Regions from separate parts of the Mus musculus genome. Here region 2 is linked to region 1. Evidence: chromatin contacts called from public Hi-C data. All regions are on one chromosome and are shown on one strand. The core of a region is the stretch at or near the end of the contact, and the rest is flanking DNA. Distances in the headings are between cores, read along the strand shown.

The links. Hi-C and Micro-C count contacts between places; a contact is called where the count stands out from the background.
Region 2: a contact with region 1 is called in a Hi-C map of cerebral cortex, with 3 times the contacts expected there. The contact joins two enhancer-like sites. A contact is called at or near these places in 3 of 484 Hi-C or Micro-C datasets (cerebral cortex, embryonic stem cells and ventral hippocampal neurons), 6 of 115 datasets of contacts at active chromatin or transcription factors (embryonic basal ganglia, embryonic forebrain, embryonic midbrain and 3 more) and 3 of 9 other capture datasets (embryonic stem cells, embryonic tail and embryonic trunk).

The regions. Positions count from the first base shown.
Region 1 is chr9:46,390,415-46,395,482 of GRCm38.p6, reverse strand. The region is part of intron 1 of Gm31432 (a long non-coding RNA gene); the gene reads right to left. Among named protein-coding and RNA genes, the nearest start is that of Gm31432, 3.5 kb to the right of the region's middle. Within about 2 kb of position 2,397, at least 16 of the 459 cell types and tissues checked have an H3K27ac peak or open chromatin away from gene starts, as enhancers often do. A contact at or near this core is called in cerebral cortex, where this site is marked.
Region 2 is chr9:46,701,782-46,706,849 of GRCm38.p6, reverse strand. No RefSeq gene overlaps it. Among named protein-coding and RNA genes, the nearest start is that of Gm22805, 74 kb to the right of the region's middle. Within about 2 kb of position 3,074, at least 31 of the 459 cell types and tissues checked have an H3K27ac peak or open chromatin away from gene starts, as enhancers often do. A contact at or near this core is called in cerebral cortex, where this site is marked.

The DNA.
Region 1 (5,068 bases), core at 1,148-3,647:
ACTTTGCTTACACTGTGTCTATGATAAGAACATTGAAATGAGGGCTGCCCTCTTACAAAGTTTGCAGTGGCCACTGTTAGCATTCAGAACTGTTGAACAGTCATCTCTAGAACATATTCAAAACCCGTCTTCTCACTGAGTGGCCTTCACCATTCCCTCCCCCTCAACCCCTGGTAACTTGCTCCAACCCTGATACCACCAAGAGCACTCTCGGCTTCTGTTAGTTTGACTTTTTAAGCATCTCATGGAAAGCAGGAGTGTAGAGGGCGAGGCTCTGGGTTCCATCTCCAAGGTCACATACGCTTGAGTGCACACACTCATGCACACACACACACACACATGGAAATGGATATGGATGCATACACATGTGTGTACACATGCACACAAACACACACTGCTGAAATCATGCAGCCCTTGTCTTGGGACTTAGTTCAGTCTACTGTCTTCCAGGCTCACTGCCACGGTGGCAGATGACAGGGTCCTCTAAGAGTCTACTGTGTATAACACATTTCATCATCTGACAATATGTCTCTACCTGTGATGCAACAATGTTATATTCTTAATGAACCAGATAAATTTAGCTCTGTATGGAGAAGCCGGGGGGTGGGGGGAGTGGGGATTTCCTTAAAAAGTAGCCCTGGGATCACAAACAATGGAACCCAAAAAGTACAGGTCTCCCCCACCCCACCCCCAAATTTCTAGAGTTCCCACCTAAGCCCTGGGAACAGGCTACAGGGCAAAGTGGGCCTTAGAAGGTCTTGGGACACATTGTAGCATAGTTTTAAGTTCCAAATCCCCACATTTCATCCAGTCTTGACCAGGTCTCGAGAGTCAGACTTGCTGTCCCACTGAGACCAGAAAAGCCCCCCAGAAGAAGCTCAGATGCCCCTCCAGGCTCCCTTAGAAGAGTTCCACCTGCTCCCAATGCCCCATCTTCGGGCCACTTAAAAGGCAGCATGGTGGCACAAGCCAGCTGTCACTTAGGCACTTATGGGCAGAACCGCGGAAAAACCAAACCACTGTTATTACACTTAATAACCAGTTTCTACCTCATCAACTCATTGGCGTCTGACAGGCGCTGTTAGGGTGCCAGCGCCTTTGGCCTAACAAGTCAGCCCTGGAGGGGAGGGGCCACCATTGGAGTTGACATCAGCCTCCTTCCTCTCCTGCCCAGTGCGGAGGACACCCACCCCAGGGCAGCTGAGGCTGGCCTGCCCTTTGCCCCACATGCTCAGAAGCCAAACAACATCACCAAAGCACCCAAATCACCCAGACAGTGCCGCTGGGGTGGGAGCCACAGGGAAGGGCTCAAGCAGCTAAACAAAAGCAAGCAGGGGGCCTGACAGGTGCCTGCTGTCCAGGGTTGGACACCTGTTTGGATCCCAGCCTGTGACAGTGTGGCCCGTAAGTGATGTGTTTCATCTCCGCAGCCCCACTTTGTTCATTAATAAGAGTGGATGCCTCACTGGAGTGTGTGCCTACACCAGCCCCGCCTCACCCACCCCCACCCTCAGAAAAAGGCTGTGGCGGGGGCTAGGGCTGGGGCTGAGACGATAGAGCGCATGCCTAGAATGCATGAGACCCTAGGTATAATCCCAGCACCTCTGGGTATGATTCCAGCACACCTATAATCTTAGCAGTTGCAAGGCAGGGGCAGGGCGGGGCGGGGCGGTGGGCGTGGATAGAGACAGGAAGAAAGGGTTCAAGGTCATCTTTGGTTACAAGTGCGTTCAAAACTAGTCTGGTCTACATGACTCTGTCTAAAACAAACGGCAAACATGCAGATGATGAGAGCCAGGGAATGCTGAGAAGTAAGAACTAAGAAATACTTCTTCTTGGCTTAGTCCAAGGAGGTGGGCTCAGGGCTATCATTAAAAGAGAAACAATCAAACCTGCCATTATCGTCATTGCTCTCTGTTTAGAGATGGGAAAACTCAGAGAGGCTGAGTAATTTACCCAAAGGTAACCCAGCCAGTAAGTGGTAGAGCTAGACCTGGCAGGTAGGCAGAGAGAACGGAGCCACGTGTCATAGCCTTCTCTGTCCCTTCTGCCTCTGTCCTTCCCCCACAGGATTAGCTAGGGTCTCTGGGCCCGCTCCTGCTTTGCTCTGCTCTGATACAGCAAATAACCCTGGAGGTTTAGGGGGCAGTGTGGGAACTCCAGTCTGGGCTGAACTCTTGTCAGTGTGCAGCGATTTTACCTGTCGCTCTGTATGGCGGCCTCAAGAGCCACATGTTCAATGGAACCAGGCCAAAGCCATAGCGCCCACCTCCAGAGCTTTGAATAAAAAAGGGCAAACCCTTCCTGGGCCCAGCACACACACCTGTCCACCTGCCGGCCCTGGTCCTGCCGGTGTCTGCAGTGCGGGCTGGGAGCGGTGTAGTGCCGCCATCTATCGGCCCCTCACGGAATTGCTTCCCAGCTGCCAGGCGGGGCAGCCGGGTCCCAGCGCCGGTCCTAGGGTCCTACCAGGTACCTGCAGCCTGCCTTCTTCCCGGTGCACCTGTCCTATGAGTTCCCCCGGGAGAGGGACACTCAGTGGTCACAGAAGGCATCCCTAAGACACCAGTCGCGCGCAAGGACCCACAGAGGGCCCCTTGGCCTTTGGAGATGGCATGGTCCCAAAGTTCCAGGGTTCTGAGGTTCCCTGGGTGGGCAGTGAGCCAAGCACAGGGCAGAGACAGGAAGGTGAGTCGAGAGGGAATCACAGGCTTTTACCAGCTCAGGCCCGTGCTGCCCCTGAAAAGTGGACGTGGGAGTGATGGGTGTGTGTGTGTGTGTGTGTGTGTGTGTGTGTGTGTGTGTGTGATGTGTGTGGTATGTGTGTGTATGTGTGGTTTGTATAGTATGTGTTGTTTGTTATATGTGTATTTTGTGTGTGATATTTGTGTGTGTGTGTGTATGGTATGTATTGTGTGTTGTATGTATAAATATGTGTGTACATGTGTATGTGTGAATGTGTGTATGTACATATGTGTGTTTATGAGAATGTGTATGGTGTGTTTAATGTGTGTGTTTGGTGTGTGTTGTGTATGTGTATTACATGTGTATGTGGCATGTGTACATGGTATGCATGTAGTGTGTGAAGTATGTGCATTATGTGTGTATACATGTATATGTGTGTACATGTGTGTACATATGTGGACACTTTGTGTGCATATGTGTGTCTCTGAATGTGTATTTATATGTATATGTGTAGATATGTGTACATGTGTATATGTATGTGTATGTACATGTGTCTGTGTACATGTGTGTACAGGTCAGAGGTCAAATCTGAAGACTTCTTTAATCACTCTCCACTTTGCTTTTCTGAGACATTGTCTCTCACTAACTCTGGAGTTGTTATGCTTAGCTAGACTGGGCAGCCATTGAGTCCCAGCAATCCTCCTGTCTCCACTTCCTTATGACTGTACTCCTGTAGCTGGCTTTTGTGTGGGTGTGGAGATCTGAACTCGCGTCCTCAGGCTTGCACTTTACTGACTGAGCCATCTCTTCCCCTACCTCTTGCTTTTCTTTAAGCTTAATTAAAATTCCCTACATTTCTACAATGCCCATCTGGAAATATAATTTCTGTTTGTAAATCTGTCTGAAGGCAAATTTGCTTTTAAATGGAGACATAATCATCTTAGAATAGAAAGGGACGCGTTCTTGCCCAGATGAGGAGAATTGGCTCAGAGACATCTCCAACGTGGCAGCAGTAGCTGGTGGCCAAAATGAACTAGAACTTCCCATGAAGAAGGGGCCTCTCTTGAAAGAACAGCAGGGTTCTCCCTGACTCTGACTGGAACTGTCACCCACAGCACCTGGTTTTCTGCTTGCAATCTGTCTCCCACATTAAGTGTTGCAGGAAGTTCACAGTCCTATGTGCTAAGGTGGTCTCAGTGTCTGTGGTCGCACGCAGGAAACTTGTCCGTGAACACATGTTGTATAAGTGAATGAATGACTTGGGGAGTGCTCCCTGGAGAGTGTGAGGCCCGCATCCCTTTTTAAAGGGCAGTGCTATAAGCTGGAGACGTGCTCACCCAGCATGCACAGGGTTCAACCCCAAGCATTGCATAACCAGACATGGCGGCACACCCCTGCAATCCCAGCACTTGGGAGGTGGAGGAGAGGGTATCAGAAGTTTGAGGTCATCCTTGACTACATAGTAAGGTCAAGGCCAGCCTGGGCTACACGAAACCCTGAAGAAAGAGAGAGGCGGGGAGGAAAGGAAAAAGAAAGGAAAGGAAAGAGAAATGACCACTATGATGAGAAGGCAGGTAGCATGAGGGGTTGAGGGATGGCCCAGAGCTGATGCAGTGCAGATGTGTGATCGGGTACTTGTAAGGGAACTGAGATCAACAAAACAGCATGGACCACCCTCCTCTCTGTCCAGTTTTCTGAGCTATGCCAACCCCTGGTTCTGGTTCCTTGTCTCCACCTGAGAATGGGACAGAAGCTAGGCAGATCCCGCTCTAGCAACCAGAAGGGACTCACTGGGGTCATCAGGCCTGGATGGGCGAGAAACATATCCTGAAGTCCCCTTGTCCCTGTCTCCAGGAGACCTTGAATGCCATCGTAACAGCTCAGTCTCCCAGGTGTTTAATCTAGAGACACACAGAGAGAAAACTCTAGAAATAGTAAAGCCAAAGCAAGAGGGCAAGGAGGCCCAAATGAGTACAAGGTCTCATTTTTAGAGACCTCTGGAACATCTCTGTTACTCTAGAAACATAAAGATGCATTAAGCCAATGGTTCTCACTTTTCCTAACACTGCAACCCTTTAATACAGTTCCTCGTGTTGAGGTGACCCCCAGCCATAAAAATTATTCTTGTTGCTACTTCATAGCTGTAATTTTGCTTCTGTTATGAACCATAATGTAAATATTTTTGGAGATAGAGGTTCGCTGAAGGGGTTGCGACCTGCAGGTTGAGAACGGCTGCATTAAGCTGTAATGACCACACTGAACAACGGAATCCACCTACTGTGTCTAAGTACAGACATCAATGACTAAAAGAAAAGTGATTTTTTTTTCAGCAGAGGGAATAGCTAAATAATTCCTGAACGAAAAATATTAATAATTTGTCTGG
Region 2 (5,068 bases), core at 1,825-4,324, 310 kb before region 1:
AGAGCAACATGATTGGCAAATTGATACAGAGAGTCTGATAGGAAGGAAGAGAGTGTCTCCTGGGATAAGCTTGTCCTCAGTCTACTCCAGTGTAGACTGTTGAAACGCAAACTATGGGAAGAACTCAGTGTGGGTTAACGGTACAGAAAAAAGACCATTCTTTACCCACTACAATCTTAAACCTCATTCACCATACAAGTGAGTCTGCCTGGACTAGATGTTGGGTCAAAAGTACTAAAGAGAAGAAGTGGGCTCTCTGAGTTTCATGGGTTTTGCAGTACACAGTACACTGAAGATTTGTACACAGTGGAAAAGGTCAGTGGCCTAAGAGATAAAGCAATAGAGGTCTGGGGAATGTGAGGTTTTAGCACTATATAAGAAGATAATCTGAAAAAGTTTTGTGAGATAAAGGAATTGGAAAAGTGGGGAAAAGAAGAAGAGAAAGAAGTTGAGGAAGAGGAGGGGGAAGAAGAAGAAGAGGAGGAGGGAGAGGAGGAGAAGACAATGACCTTGGGGCTTGGATTGGAAGAGTCAAAGGATTAATCAGATGGGGAGTGACCAATATGTTTCTCACCTCTCCATCTCCCTCAAATCATTTCTCTAGTTCATCCAACGCTCTAGCTTTTCTATCTCTTTCTGCCTATGACTCCCCATCTCTGCTCCCAGGGGAACCCTCAGTCCAAATGGAGGGATTTATGAACAGAGATACTCCCTTCTCCAGATCAATGGCCAAAGATCAATAGCTATAATGCAGAAAATTAATCCATATTCATTAGAATTGAATTGAACAAATGATATTATTAAAAAAAATCCCTTGGAAATCTATGTAAAGAATTACATGGAAAGTTGTTCTAATGTCACTGCTGTCTGCACAGCCAGGGAGGGAGGAGCTATTGCTCACATTCAAAAAGCACTCTAGAAGATTCCTTCTTAGAAAGTAAGAAAAGGGGCTCCCATGTTGCTGCTGCTTCTTCTTCTTCTTCTTCTTCTTCTTCTTCTTCTTCTTCTTCTTCTTCTTCTTCTTCTTCTTCTTCTTCTTCTTCTTCTTCTTCTTCTTCCTCTTCTTCTTCTTCTTCTTCTTCTTCTTCTTCTTCTTCTTCTTCTTCTTTTATCATACATTTGGAAACACACCCACAGACATGGAGGTAGCATGCCCCTTCTTCTAACCTGCCTGACTTCTCCCTGGAATCTGTGAAGATCCTCCAAAGGAAATAAGCTGAGTATGGCCTCAACATTGTGAAGGCATCATTGACACATTTAAGAGCTTTCTGTTTCTACTTTGCATGCCATTTTATTCTTTCCTGATACCTCAGGAAAATCCTGAAGACCCCTGACAAAGGTTTATCCAGCATCTTTATAAGATGGGGGTGTCTGTAATATGAAATTAAGTATGGGCACAATTCATGTATTTACACTTAATTCCCCACATAATAGTATTAAGGATCAGGGCATGTAAGAGGTGGTTTAAAAGGGACAAAGTTCATACTGATGGAGTTAGGACCCTTCAGAAGGGGCTTTAGGAAGGGGTTGCCCCTTCTGCCCCTCCCACCTCATCTGCCTCTTGAAGCATTTGGCCCCTCTAGAGAATCTCCCAAAAATGCCATCTTGAAAGACCCATACCAACACTCAGCCTGCTGTCTGTCACCTTGTCCTTGGACTTCCCAACATGCAAAACTATGAAAAAGAAATAGCCACCATGTACAGATTACCTAGCCTAAGACATTTTGTTGGCAGAGGCAGGAGCTCCTCGTAACATATATTACAAGGAGGTAGGGACCATTTTTGTCCTTGCCCACCACGGTGGAGAACCTCATTTTCCTTCCTCCCCTGAAACGTTCCTTTGGTGAATATTCACAGTTCTCCTCTCCAGAAGACCAAAAGCTCCTTCCAGGGTCTCATACAAAACTCTCTAATGGTACCACGTGAAAGAGATCACAGGGCTTTAGGCTCTCCCTTTTCCTAGTCCAGCTTTCTATACTCTCAGGGCCCCATTAACTACTCTGAGTCTCTTTTCTTTCTCTGGGATGTATGTGTCTTTTTCTGGGAAACTGCCAAGCATTTGGGAGAAGCCGTGTGGGCAGAAAATGACCACAAAGCTAGAGGGAATGCTTAAAGAGTCCAACAACCACTCAACACGGATTTATTGAGCATCTGTCATGTTCCAGGAACCATGCAAGGTTGGAGCGGGGGAAGATGAGCCCTGCCTAGGCCAGCCTTTCTCACAGCCCAGCATCTGAGTGGGAGCTATGGCATCAGGCAGCTCCACAAACTTCTTCTATTTTTATAAGGTTCATTCTGTCTTATGGGCAAAGAAGGGCCACCCAAGTGTCCTGCACTTATTGGTTGAGTTAATCAAAAAGAATTCATGCCCTGTCAGCCCTTACTTTTTGAGATGGGGAGCAGAGTTAAATAAGAAATGACAGTGACTATGCATAAGGCTCCTGAAATTTTCTCCTCTGTTAAACAACCCCCACCGTGGCAGCCACTACCACCACGCACACATGTTCACATGCTGGGGTGCACACGCACACGTGCCCATGCACTCAGAAAAGACTTGCTACTCCCTGCTGTAAATGCAGGCTTCGAGAGACAATTAAATATTGATATCTTTACATCTCAGTATTTTCTTTTCAAATCCAAACAGCCCCAACAGGAGCCATTGCTGATAGTTACTTAACTCCTTAAAACGTCCACGAGGGGTTTTATCCTTTTAAAAGGAAGTCGTTACAAGCAAGGAAACGGAAACAGGCTGGGGTGGGAATGGGCTACTTCTCCTGAAACAAGCCCCCGAGAGGAAACTTCCGCTCACTTTCGTAGACTCTGCCCCAGAGAGCCAGTTCTAGGAGCAGGGCCAGCTTTACACAAGCAGGTCTGGCCTCCCACATCGCACCCTCTCCATGGCCTGAAAAGACAAAGACATACTCTCTTGCCAGCTTCCAAAATAGGCACTTGAGCGCCCTGCAATCAGAGGCTTGGTGAAATTATGTAAATTGTCCATGCATAATGATGCCCCTGCTGAATAGATTAACCCAGCAGGGGTACTGGACAGCACTGAGCAGGTGTTAGCTGCTGGGCCCTCGCGCTCTACCCAGCATCAAGGGTGAGAACCTATACAGCACATACTACCACGCACTCTCCTTTTCTCTCAGTCAGTCCCAAATGTTTGCCCACTAAAATCTCCAGGGTCAGCCTGAACGGGAAGACACAAACCTCTTACCCCCGGGAGTTGTTTCTTGGAAGGTCAGCAAGGGGACCCTTCAAATGGATGAACCTCAACTGTAACCTCTAGAGTCCCTGCCCTGTGTTTCTGTGTCTCATTCCCTGCCCTGTGGGTGGGACTCGCATCCTTGTATTCTCCACAGGATCCAGTCCAGAGCCTTCTCCACAGTAAGCACTCCCCCGGATGCTTTTTGAATAGAATTGAATTCTAAACAGACAGAGCTGGAATGCCTCTTTGAAGTTATTCAAGCAGTCCGCAGACATATTCCGATTGTGAGTCACACGTCGTCTATGGGTGCAAACACTGGTATAGGGATTCCAGCTTCATTCTCATTACATTCTTTGAAATCTTGAAATCACAGGGAAATTGTGTCTTTGTGTGTTTTAGGCACTTATTTTTGTTTTGACTCTTGGGATTATTTTGGTTTTGAGACAGGGTTTCACTGGTGTAGTCCAGGCTAGGCTCAAACCTCTATCCCACTCTTTTGTGCCGTTGTGAGCTCTTCCATGGGCAGATGGACAAAGCTTTCACCAGCCTCTTAGCGGTGCCACGCCCCTTCCCTAAAACAAACACTGTCAATGTCAATGGCAGCTAGCAGAGTGGGAAGTGTAGACTTGAACCCCCACAACTAACCGCATGCTAAGAACTGGGGATGCGAGGGGAGGGGGCGCAGGGGAAGGTGGGCAACCTGAAGAAGACAGAAACCTGAAATCAAGATCAGCTCCATGTAAAGTAGCTGCCATTAGCCCAAATAGTCACTAATATAGAAAATGAGCCTTGAGAGGGTTCGTTGCTCTCCTAGGGTCACATCTCTCCCACAGCTGCCTTGGCATTTGACAGCCTGGCCGGGACACCCTTTTATGTTCTCACAGGCACGGGACCCCTGCCATAGTTGTCTGTATTCTGAGCAGCTATGGCAGGGGCTTGTTGGCTAGGCCTCTCTGTCCCCAGTGCGCACATCTCTGCATGCTTCAGCGGACTTTGTGGAGTCTATTTACCACATCTAAGACCAATTTCCTTCCCTTCAGTTGCTTTGAAGATAATTGAAGGTACTTGCATTGTCTGCCTGGGAATGTAAAAAGCCAGCTAATGCTGCAATCGATGCTTCCTGCTTAATGCTGAGCCTCAGCCCAGCCCGCCCTGAGCACCAGCTAACACAGCGTCCGTCCGATGATGGCTTCGGCAGATCTTCCCGGCCAGCTACTTTGTTAATCAGAAAGGGGTTGGGGGGCTGCGGGGGCCCTCAGGATAATGGCAGGCAGATTGAGTTGTTAAGCCTGAATGAAATATTTAGTAGCGCCATTTACAGGATGCTGCTGGTGGGAGCGGTCCTCTTGGCGCTGCCTGGGGATGAGAGGGAGGTGCTCTCCTTGAGCTCCCCAGGCAGGGCACTGATGAGCCTGTTACAGCAGGCAGGGAGGAAGGCTGCAGCATCAGCCTTAGAGGTGGAGGAAAGGGGAAGGAGGACTAACCTGGATAACCTCCCAACTGACACACCCCCTACAGGGCAGGCTCAGAGAGCTCAGGAGGGCCCACCCTGCTAAACCTTCAGTGGGCATGAAGAAGGAGTGCCCACCACATTCTGTATAGCGGTTCTGCTTCTTGGATGGATTTAACAAGGACGTAAGGCTGGTTGTGACATGAGGTAGGGAAAGGAAGATATTCGTGTTCCTTTCTCCTGATCACTGAGAACATAGAGTCCCTGCGATGTGTTTTAATCCACACCAAACTGATGTTCTCGCTTCCAAAATTGTGGAATGGAGCCGGCGAGATTCCCAGAAGAAAAAAACACTCGCTCCCAAGCAGGCTGAGTTTGATCCCTGGTTCTCATGTGGTAGACGGTGAGAA